Linked DNA regions of Gossypium hirsutum: region 1 is linked to region 2. Evidence: chromatin contacts called from public Hi-C data. All regions are on one chromosome and are shown on one strand. The core of a region is the stretch at or near the end of the contact, and the rest is flanking DNA. Distances in the headings are between cores, read along the strand shown.

The links. A called contact is a pair of places that touch in the nucleus more often than the background predicts.
Region 1: a contact with region 2 is called in a Hi-C map of leaf, with 2.6 times the contacts expected there. The contact joins the promoter of LOC107921162 here to the promoter of LOC107914412 in region 2. A contact is called at or near these places in 4 of 34 Hi-C or Micro-C datasets (callus, hypocotyl and leaf).

What each region holds. Positions count from the first base shown.
Region 1 is chrA04:19,267,141-19,273,026 of Gossypium_hirsutum_v2.1, forward strand. It overlaps LOC107921162 (calcium-dependent protein kinase 26), which reads left to right and starts at 2,878. Exons shown (of 7, transcript XM_016851034.2): 1 at 2,878-4,555; 2 at 5,230-5,373; 3 at 5,492-5,644. The coding sequence starts at 3,703.
Region 2 is chrA04:18,389,797-18,395,854 of Gossypium_hirsutum_v2.1, forward strand. LOC107914412 (RNA-binding protein CP33, chloroplastic) reads right to left here and starts at 1,397. Exons shown (of 4, transcript XM_016843325.2): 1 at 800-1,397; 2 at 579-680; 3 at 1-77. The coding sequence starts at 1,255. LOC107917372 (nuclear transcription factor Y subunit A-10) reads right to left here and starts at 4,170. Exons shown (of 6, transcript XM_016846730.1): 1 at 4,155-4,170; 2 at 3,487-3,581; 3 at 3,336-3,407; 4 at 2,922-3,062; 5 at 2,516-2,760; 6 at 2,254-2,386. The coding sequence starts at 4,170. The coding sequence ends at 2,254.

The DNA of each region.
Region 1 (5,886 bases), core at 1,628-4,127, 880 kb after region 2:
ACTTCATAATTCATCTATGTTCTTCCACGAAAAAGCCCTGGTACCTTGATAAATTTGCAAATCAATCCCTGAGATAGCTAGATTAAGTTATTACGATCTTGGAAATATAAAAATCATTAAAAGCGGGGCAAGAGTACTTACCTAATCAAGCAAAATAACTTGGCTTGAGCTTAGGCTTACATGGCTAGGGTTTCCATACTTTTAATTTGGGAAAGATGATATAAATGATTATATTTTCATTATTTTATCATTTATCATCTTTTATTAATTTACTTTCCAATTTAGTCTTTTTCTTTATTTTATTTTCCATGGATGAATCATCATCCTTAATCACTAAGCATTTTTAATGGTCTATTTACCATATAAAGACTCCAATTTAAAGTTCTATAGCTATTTAATCCCTTTAGCTATTAGAACTCAACTTTTGCACTTTGTTCAATTTGGTCCTTTATCAAATTAAACATGTAATCAGTAAAATTTCTTTACAAAATTTTCATATGATATTATTATCGTACAATAGACCATAAAATAATATTTTAAAAAAATTCTTTTCGGACTCGAATTTGTGGTCTCAAAACCACTATTCTGATTTTACTGAAAACGGACTGTTACATTATGAATATTAATTCATAATTAATTTTAGTTATAATCCTATTTATTTTGGGTTAAATAATTATTATTAATTAATTATGAAAAGATGTCCAATTGTGCCAAACTGAGAGACTGATCTAATTGAGCAACCAGGCTGCCCAAACCCATCCAACATGCTGACCCAATTAGCTTATTTAGTTGATTATTTGGCTTGCAAAGTAGCCCTTGAAGCTTCTTTGAAATTGCATTCAAACCCCTCCACTATTCAAGCCTTTGTAGATTTGCCCCTAGCTAAATTTAGCAAATTCGAAAGCTTCAAACTTGCCACATGTGTGGCCAACCATGGGGGAGTCTATGGCTGATGATTTTTTCTATTTTTAACAGTCTTATCAACCTATAAATACCCCCTTGGCTGCTCATTTCAAACACACCTCTCATCCTTTCATTCTTCACTTCTCTCTCACTTTCTTTCTTCAAAACCCCTTCATTTGTTCTTCTTTTTCCCTTTCATTCCCTTGTCGATTTCTCCTCTTGGAAAAGAGCCTTTCAACCACCGTTGGAAACAGCATTCAAGTGCTCGTAGAAGCCTCAAATCAACAAGAACAAGCAGAGAAGGAGGAGTGGATCAAACTAGTCACACCTCGGAGAAACAACAGATTTGATTCTAGTTCTCTATCCTTTAATTTTTATTGTTGTTGTTATGAACACATCTATACATACTTGTTATGTTGATATGTTTAATTTAGTTAATATGGCTTAAATTTAATTCATGTTAGGTTGATTGTATTTCATCCACTTAAGTTGTTAAAATTGTGTTTGTGTTCTTATAGGCCTTGGTAAGTTGTTTGATTAAGTAAAATCATGATTAAGTTATTCTTGCATTATAATTGTAAGGTAACTAATGAATTAATTATTTAATCCTATTGAAATTGTAATTAATTGACACAATACTTAATCAGTGCATGTTTAATCTTCTAAGGTAGCTGAGGGTTAAATTAGCAACAATATTAGACGGTACATTAGCCTTGCATAACCTGTAAGATTATTGTGATTAAACCATGAATGTTGAGAGTGGTTTGAACACTAGCGTCGAGAATTTATTAACCAATCCAAGACCATCAGTTTGACATGGATCCCAAATACATGGTTTAGTTTAGGGCCAAGGAATTACTATTCTTTTAAACCGATGATGTGTATCCAATTTACCCAAAGACATCGATATCGAGTAATCACCAAATTTAAAATCAGCAATTCAAGCGCAAACACGTGCCGCGTCCGTTGATGAGCCTATGCCAAAACTGGCCCATCCCAAGCTAGACATTGGCTGGCAATAGTAATTCTTATCGACATTAACCTTGTCAAGCAGAGGCGGATACAGGAGGGGCTGGCAGGGACCCTGGCCCTCCTTAAAATGAAAATTTTATATTTAGGCCCTTGAAATTTTTTTATAATTTTAAATTAGTAAAGGTAAAATTGTACTTTGGCCCCCCTTAAAATTATAAAAATTTAATTTAATCCTTTAAAAATTATAAAGATATAAACTATTAAAAATTAAAATTTCATTCAACCCTCTAAAAATTTGCTCTGACTTCGCCCTTGTTGTCAAGGTAGTAGTCATATCACAAAACCTCTTCAAGTTTTTCTTTATTAGAGTTTATATGTTATGTACATTAGAGTTGACTTTAATTTATTTAGATAATCTCTTATAAATTTAAGAAAATAGCTATTAACTTAAAAAACTATTTTTCATTATCACTTAAAAATAATTAATTAAAAATCCAATATTTTTATATTAAATTATTAAAAAATTAATTCCCCAACGTAGTATCATATTCCTAATATATATATAGAGAGAGGTGAATCAAAATAGAGATATGAAGCTATAAAAGACAAAATCTCATTCTGGTTTTCCGACAAGTGATGATGAAATCTCTTTTTACTATTTTAAAATTTTGTTGTCGTCATTCACGTACGTTATAATAATCTCTAATATTATAGGACATATATTTTAATAAAAAAAAGAAAAAAAGAAAAAGGAAACAACAAAAACAGAAGGGCTCAGGTGGGGGGTTGGTGAATTAGAGCCTCAGCAACCCGGGAACTCAATTGTGCGGGCCGTGAACAAGCTCCAAAAAAAGAATCTCCACCGTCGATCACAATGTTGGGCAACAATCATGCTCTGATAAAATAACGCCTAGATATCTTTCACTATATCTGAGCCACAGCCTATAAGAACCCAATTAAACGCGTAAAAGATGTTGCATTTGTAACGGAAAAACCTGTCCTCTTCCTTTCTTCATTTTTCTGTTTTCTCTTTTTCTTTCTTTTTTTCCCTCTTGAAAGGGGAGAGAAGAAAAGAAAAAAGAAAAAGAAAGCCAGAAACGTTAGCTCTCTTTGTTTCTTCTTTGATTACATAAATTAATAAAAACCCTAATTAAGAAACCTCAAATCTCATTATATAATCCCTTTTCTTTTCTCCATTTCCCTTGGCTTTTTTTTTTAAATTCAAATCATTGTGTTTGGCCATTGTGATTTTTTATTTACATTGGATTCTTGAAGGTTTCTTCTTCCTTGTCTTCTTTTTTAACGATCATTGATAACTGCATATTGAGGAAGGATTTGAGATTAAAGGGTCAAATAAAATTCCATTTTCTTTTTCTGTTTTTTTGATGACATTGTTTACCATTGAATCATTGGTTGCATTGGGTTTTTCCCAAATTTAAAGGTGCTGAGGGTGGTTTGGATTGGCGAAAGCTCCATTTTGATGGTATTTTTCAGAAGCCAAAACAACAGAATAGTATAAGGATTAAGGAGAAAAGAAAATGGGAGTTTTATAATGTTATGACATTTGGGTGGTTATAGATTTCTTGGATGTTGGAAGAAGGAATTTAGGGTGTGTGGAAATTGAGAGTCGTTTCGGTTTTTCCAGATGGGAAATGTTTGTGCTACATCAGGGATCTGCTCTGTATGCGCGAGTTGTTGCGGTCCTAAACCAGCCGAAGAGGGTCAAAAGAAAACCGACAATGAAGGTGAGAAGTCCGAAACTAAAGAAGCCGAAGCTGGCGCCGCAGCTGCTGACGGTGCCGAGGTTCAGAAGGACCCCCTGAAGAGATGAAGATTGTGAAGGAAGAGAAAGGACAAGGAGAAGAGACCCTAAGCCAAAGGCAAAAATCAAAGGTTACCCAAAGACAACAATCGTCTATGACGAGGCAACAATCAATGTCAATGTCTACGCCTATGCAAAGACAACAATCAACCCTCCAAAGACAACAATCAAAGGTTACCCAAAGGCAACAATCTAAGGCTCCCCCTCAAAGACTTGAATCCAAACCATCACAGGTTGCAGTTGCAGCAGCGACCGCAGCGGTGGCGGGGAAGGAAGAGGCTAAGGCTGATGCTGCAAAACCTGGGAAGCCTCATAATGTGAAGAGGCAATCATGTGCAGGGCTGAAGGTGGATGCTGTGTTGCAAACCAAGACAGGTAATTTGAAGGAATATTATAACTTGGGGAAGAAGTTAGGGCAAGGCCAGTTTGGGACAACTTTTCTTTGTGTGGAGAAAGGTACCGGAAAGGAGTATGCTTGTAAATCTATTGCGAAAAGGAAACTTGTTACTCCAGAAGATGTTGATGATGTCAAGAGGGAAATTCAGATAATGCATCACTTGGCTGGCCACCCTAATGTTGTCACCATCAAAGAGGCTTATGAGGATTCCGTGGCGGTTCATGTTGTCATGGAGCTGTGTGCCGGGGGAGAACTCTTTGATAGAATTGTACAGAGAGGGCATTATTCTGAAAGAAAGGCGGCTGAACTAGCAAGAACGATAGTTGGTGTTGTGGAAGCCTGCCACTCCATGGGAGTAATGCATAGGGATCTTAAGCCTGAAAATTTCCTTTTCGTTAATGAACAAGAGGATTCACCCCTTCAAGCCATTGATTTCGGATTATCGATATTCTTCAAGCCTGGTATGTTCAAAATCCTTGTCTTTTGGTGCTTTGATTTTGGTTTATGGTCTTCTATTCTTTACCGAGTTATGACAATTTAACTGCAGAAAAGAATTTCGATATCAATGGAGTTGTCTGCAAGTTATAATTTCACTTTTTTATTGCGAAGGAAAAGGGCATTTCTCAATTAGAAATTATAATATCTTAAAAAGAACTTCAACTTACATGGATAACAAAATGTTTTATCTTTACATTTACACTAAGAAATCATATTTAAATTGATGTATCACTTCAAGTGATTATTCATTTTCTGCTAGAAGCAAATTATAAGCAACTGAAACTTTATAGGTAAAATTTGAATATGATGTTCACAATTATATATGCAGTATACTTTGATGCTAACTGGACGTCAGTTTTTAATTACTTAAACCCAGGGTATAAGATATGGGCATGCGTCCGACATGGATATATTATTTTTTTCTTAGGTTTTTAGTATATTTAGAGGATCATTCTCCAAAACCAATGTTTGAACATGTCAGATTTGAAATTTAAGAAAAAATAGAGTCCAGATAACATAGGTTAAAAGCCGGTCCATTTATAGGGAAAAACAAATTGGAGAATTCTCCGGAATGTTGAGAACCTGTCAGCGCAATAAGCAATGGTGTTGTTTTCTAATGAAGGTCCTATAATTTCAGGGGAAGTCTTATCTGATGTGGTTGGAAGCCCATACTATGTTGCACCCGAGGTTTTGCAGAAGCATTATGGTCCAGAAGCAGATGTGTGGAGTGCTGGAGTGATCGTTTACATTCTCTTGAGTGGGGTACCTCCATTCTGGGGTGGTAAGAATTCTTCAGATGAGATACCATTTTTGTTTCTGAAAGTTTTGAACTTTGTACTTTGAGCCTTTTTTTCAACATTTGGTCAATTCTGTGTTATTTTTCTTCTTTTTACATACAGAAACTGAACAAGAGATATTTGAAGAGGTTTTGCACGGTGAGCTTGACTTCACATCTGATCCTTGGCCTAACATCTCTGAAAGTGCTAAAGATTTAGTGAAAAAAATGCTTGTCAGAGATGCTAAAAAGCGGATAACTGCACATGAAGTACTGCGTAAGTCTTCTTTTCTTTTTGCTTGGGAATAGGTTAATATTATTAAAAACAAAGAGCAGAAACACTGCCGTGTCGATTACAATCTCAAAATAGACTACATATCCCAGCATGGAACAAAGTCATAAACAAGCTGGAATAAGTAATGGATAACCTGGATGTTGATAACATGATTGAGGATAGCTTTAATTCTCAGTTAATATTTGCTTTTCGATCTTTTTCATGTTTTTTGGTGGTTATTAATA
Region 2 (6,058 bases), core at 147-2,646:
CTTGGTCCCATTACTTCCCTCTCACCTCCTTTTGGGACCTCCGGGAAGTTCACCTTCACTGTCCGACCTCCGACTTGCTGTTAGCATTTAGGAACAAACAATTTACTAGTAAGTCAAAATGGAATATCCCACAGAAATGGTGCTCCAAAAATCAAATAAATACCCTTCAATTGTAAACCTAATAATCATATAATCTAATTGAATCTGACATTAAGAGGATGGAAGAGTAGAGGGCTTTTGTGTGGTTCTAGGAGTGTTGATCATTAGAAGAAGATGAATCATGCAGGATCCAAATATTAGCTCTTTAGAGCAATATTTGCTCTGATGTCATAACAGATAAACATAGTTGATCTAAGACTAAGTTGAGATAATGATTAAAACCGGAATTCAAACGGAAGTAGTTCCAACAGTCAACATCAAATGTTTAATCAGGCAATGCAAACAAATTAGTGATAAAAAAAAGAAGAAGCTACTTTATGGTCTTTTCGTCTATACATTTATAATATTTCATTGGGAATTGAAGGTTCAAGCGATGGTTAATGTAGAAAGTCAAAATAAAACTCTATTATTGAACTTACAGATCCATCAAACAGTCTAATTGCTTCTTTGGCCTCATCAACGCTCCCCATTGTTACAAAGCCAAATCCCCTGCTCCTATCCGTAACTCGATCATAAACAATCTATTAAACAAAATTAAACGAGAAAAAACCATTAGCCAAAGAAAAAAAAAGAACAAGGAAAATAAAGTAGGATAACCCAAAATCGAATGGTTAAACAATAAGAAAAAAAATCCACAAACCTCCACTTTAGCAACACTACCAGCCTCACTAAAAATCTCAGTTAACTCAGAAGAAGTCATTGAATAAGGCAAATTCCCAACATACAACTTTCCTTCTTCACCGCCAGACTCTGAAACCTTATCTTCTTCAGCTTCCTCTTGTTGTGGTTGTTCTTCAAGGTCTTGAGATTCTGTTTCTGGGTATTCTTCTCCACTGCTTTGGTCATCTTCAGTAACTTGGAAGCTGTCAAAAGCTGCTGAAAAGCAGGGCAGACGTGGGAGAGATAAGTTAAGAGACAAAGGAAGGGAATTGAGGCTTTGGGTTTTGAGGTTGGAAGGTTTTAACTGCTTAGAGCTAAGTCTTGAAGGAAGGAAGTGAATCGATGAAGAAAAAAGAGAGGAGGGTTTGGTGTTATTGTAAAGTGAAGAAGAGACAGCTGCAACACCGGCTGCCATGGGGAGTGTAGGAGCTGACATATTTCTCCAAAGAGAAGAAATGGATGACCAATGGAAACAATGAAAAGAAATGGGATATTCTAAAAGGAATTAAAATGGGAAATGGCTGGAAGATGGATAAGGTTCGGCAGGATTTTTTCTGTCTTTCCATTGAAGTGTCCTTAGTTGGTGTTGGTCCAGAATCTGGATTATCAACTTTGGGTTGGATTCTAGTTGGGCCACCTGAAACTAGTAAAACATGAACCCATTATATTTCTTTACGGATTTTCCTTTGCAATTTTCCTTTGGTTTAATAAATAATTTAGTATTGTATTTGATAAAAATTAAATATTTTGGTTCATAAAGGTAACAGTGTTAACTTTTAGTATTGAATTCAGGTTTTAGAGTTGAGTTGATAAAAATTTATAGTCAACCTTAAAACTCGAATTAAATCATATCAATCATATTATATATGATAAACTAAACACAAGATTAAATAAATTCACAATTAGTATTAAATTTATTTTATTAAAAAAATTATGAAAAATTCAAACTTAATAATATTACCAATTAACTTCCATTAAATTAACCCTAAAACTTGAATTAAACACTAAATAATTAACCTTGTTACCTTTAAGTACCAAAATATATAACTTTGATCAAATACCAAATTGGACCAAAAAAATAACACAAATACCATATTAAATGGTTTCATTTTCATTTTAACTACCAACAATAATCCCAAGATCATACGCGGAATTATACATGAGGAAGCAAAATGGTATGGACAAATTTAGCACTTCTCAAAGTAATCCAACGAAGTAGATCAAGAATATAATATAAAACACATCTAATACCACAACCATAAAGATTATTTCACATATACCTACATAATTCCGAGTTAGGAACTCCACAATTCTAAACATTTAGGATTACAAAAAAAAAATAATAATAATAATTAAACAAACTTTGAAGTTTTCTTTCTTGTTGGATCAGTGGAAACACTCCATTTATATAGTCTGACTGATCCATTATATATCTTATACTAGGTTTAATTGAGCATCTTCCACCATACCTAAGAGAGCAATGGCGTTGAGAGTGGTAAAGAAGAGCTTTAAGTGAGACGAGCCAAGAATGATTTGCCTAGCAACCGAAACCTGATCCCTTTGGTTGCTGCAGGGAAAGTGGGAAACCGAATCCCCACTAATCCCCCGAGAATCAAATTTTCAGGTTGCAACAATACTTATCTGCTATTGCAACCCACTTGCTGAGATCCCCCCTGGAATACATGCTGCTGCTCACCTCTCTGACCCTGAAAATGTTGAGCCTCCTCCATTTGGTTCCTTGTACGAGTTGATGGTTCCACTGTCAGACTGTAGGACTTGAGAAATTTGTGAGCCTGTAAGCCGAGAAAGTTGCCCTTCATTAGCTTTCATCATCTGCATTCCATCTTTGCCGGTGTTTGAACTTTTTGTGTTCAAGAAAAGGCCTCCATTTCCCCTTGGATGACGCACTGCGTGCAGATGGCGCGAGTAGTGCAAATATGGCTGTAGGACAAAAGCATAATCTAAATATTTCATGCAGTTTTCAAGTCAAGAACCATCTAGTACTGTTTAAATATACCATATCCAACTTGTCTCCACAAAAGCTTGGGCCAAAACTTTCCCAACTAAAGGATTCAGAAACCAAAAGAAAGAAGATCATATACCTTCCGAGCTTTAGTCACTTTAGTCTCAAGTGCAGCCTTTGCACGGTATCGCCGACGCCTAATGATTCCATTGTACTGCCTGGCATTTACGTATATGGGTCCGTCCTCAGTAGCCAAGTTCAACGGCAGCATAACACGACCCTAATTTCATACATTTGGGTTACATGAGCATTATATAGATAAAGAACATTTCGACCATGGTCATGAGGGTTAGCAAGAATTAAACAGATCCAGTTATAGATGATTTGGAGCTATCTCTCAACCGTAGAGCATCCATTGCCACATATGTGGCTCATAATCATTTGATAGATCAGAAAGAAATAAGCAGATCCAGTGCCATATATGACGATAAAACTCCAGCAGTATAATTAATTCAAGAGAAGTTGTTAGGTAGAGAAAATAGAAGAGACAAACCGAAAATTGAGGTCCAAAAGTAGGGAAAACTCCATAGCCTTGATCCATTAAGTAAGGATATTTTGCACAAACCTACAGTTTTTGAGTCCAAAAAGGTTATTATTATTAACAAAGGTAAGAAGGTGAGATGAGCCGGTTTATGGAAGATTACCATGGGCTGACCAAGTCCATGTTCCGACTGAAGTGATTGCTGCCTAGAGATGATTGCCTTAAGCATTGGTTCATCCCCTGAATCATTGCAATCACCTGAAAGAGAAAACCAACTAGCTTGTTAGTAATCTTCAGCAGTTTTTGCTCTTCTCTACCATTGCATGCACCCTTAAACTTTGGTTTCAGTTCAACATTACATGATTCATCAAGATTATTTAACAAATGAAATTATATGAAAAGCTTTCGAATAAGGGAGATTCATGTGCTTAAAAGTAAAGGCATTGGATTCAACCTTTTACTGAAACTTGTATATATATTAAATAGGGTTTGTAAATTCAGTCATACAATCAAATCTCATCTATAAATAATTATAATTATAATTCTACATCCTTTCAGTGTATTATTTTGTACTTAAAGTTGATTTTTTTTACGGTGATATCTATATTTGACAAAAATTATATATTTTGATATCTAAAGATAATTTTGTCTATTTTTTTATCATTTAATTCAAATTTTAGGATTGATTTAAAGAAAATTAATTGCTAATATTATTAAGCTTAAAATTGTTAGTAATGCAAATTTATTTTAGCAGTTACAAACCATTATTTCCAACAATTACAAACTGTTTTTTACAGTTACAAAAATGTTAAAGATTTTTCTGACCATTACCTGAAAATATTATCATTTTGCCCCTTCCAAAATCCTATAATAGGAGGCATTTTTCCTTCTGATACATAATTGAAAAAATAAAGCTTTTTTTACTCTCTCTTGACTCTCTCATTCTTTCTAAAACTTTAGAATTTTTCTTAAATTTCATTAGAGGAAATTCTATTTAGGAGTTTAGGTTTTAAGCGGGACTGTCTGTGACTCCTCCAAAACTTTCCTGGGAATTGATCCTAGTGTGATTTTTCCGATTAATTCTATTTTCAGATTATTTCAGAAGTATAATATCAATTGATTTTTACCTTCCTTATTTGAGTGTACGAATATTGAAGAACTTTTTTAACCTTCAGGGACAATGTCTAATATATGATTACACCAATAAGGGTGAATTCATTTCTAAGGCAGTGGTTCTTCCATGACACAGCAATACTTTATTCATTTAATCTTCATTTATTTTCCAATCAATGCTAACAAGTTTATTTTGTAATAGTATATTTTCCAACAAATTAGAAATAAATTACTACTACTGTTAAACATGTATTCCCGAATCAACAAATATATTCCTAATCTCTCTAAGCTCGAACATCTTGATGGAACTAACTACTGCCATTGGTCCTAAAGGATGGTCATATTCTTCAAACAACTTGAAATTGACTACATCCTCTTCAATCCACTTGTCACCAAAAAACCCAGAGATTCTGTCACTGTTCTCAGAGACTCGAATGTTGATGCCACAAAGTTCAAGTTTGAAAAGGACAACAAAATGGTCAGATATCACATGTTAAGCCACATGGCTATCAACCTCTTTGACCTATTTTTCAAAAACAAGACAACTAAGTCCATTTGGGATACATTAGAAAAGAAATATGGAGCCAATGATGCTGGGATCAAGAAATATGTCATTGGAGAGTGACTCAAATTTCAAATGACTGATGATAAGCCAATTATGGATCAAGTACACGTCTATGAGAAGTTAGTCTCCGACCTCCTAGCTGAAGGGATGAAGATATGTGAAATTATCCAAGCAGACGTCCTGATTGAAAAACTGTCAAAATCTAGTCCGACTACCATAATCTTCTGAAGCATAAGAAGTGGGGCATTCCTCTAGAAGAACTGATTAGCCATATAAAGATTGAGGAAGCCAATCGTCTCAAAGATAAGGCCTTAATAACCTCAAGTCAATTTCCTTTAAAAGCTAACACGTGGAATTTGTTTCTAATTTTGGTCCCAAATTGAACAGGACTAAAAATGTTGGGAGTTCAAAGAAGATAGTAAAACACCAGAACAAAAAGGTTGTCAACTTCAGGAAACCAGGAAAGAATAAAAAAACACAACAATCTTGTGAAATGATATGTGTGTGGCAAAGCTAGATACAAAGCATATCAACGCTCTGACCACCAAAAAAAAAACAAACCACAAGAAAATCTAGTTGAAAATCCAAATAAGGTGATAGATGTTGTAGTTTTTGAAGTAAACCTGGTCGAGAATAATGTCGAGTGGATTGTAGACACAAGCGCCTTCAAACATTTCTGCGCTAACAGAAAAATGTTCACTGAGTTTGAAAGTGTAGCTGAAGGTGAACAAGTCTACATAGGTAACTCTAGCAACTCAGAAGTACTCAGTAAAGGAAAGATTTTTCTCAAACTTACTTCTAGAATAATGTCCTTTATGTACCTGCCCTATGTAGGAATTTAATTAGTTGTGGATTATTGCATAAGGCAGTCATTAAACTAGTCTTTGAATTCGATAAACTTATACTTTCCCGTAATGGAGATTATGTTGGGAAAGGTTATCTAAGTAGAGGGTTATTTTTTATTGAGACTGTAACAACCTGTTTTTAGTCAAATCGAAACAGTGGTTTTGGGACCACAAATCTGAATTTGAAATAATTATTTATTATTATTTTGAGG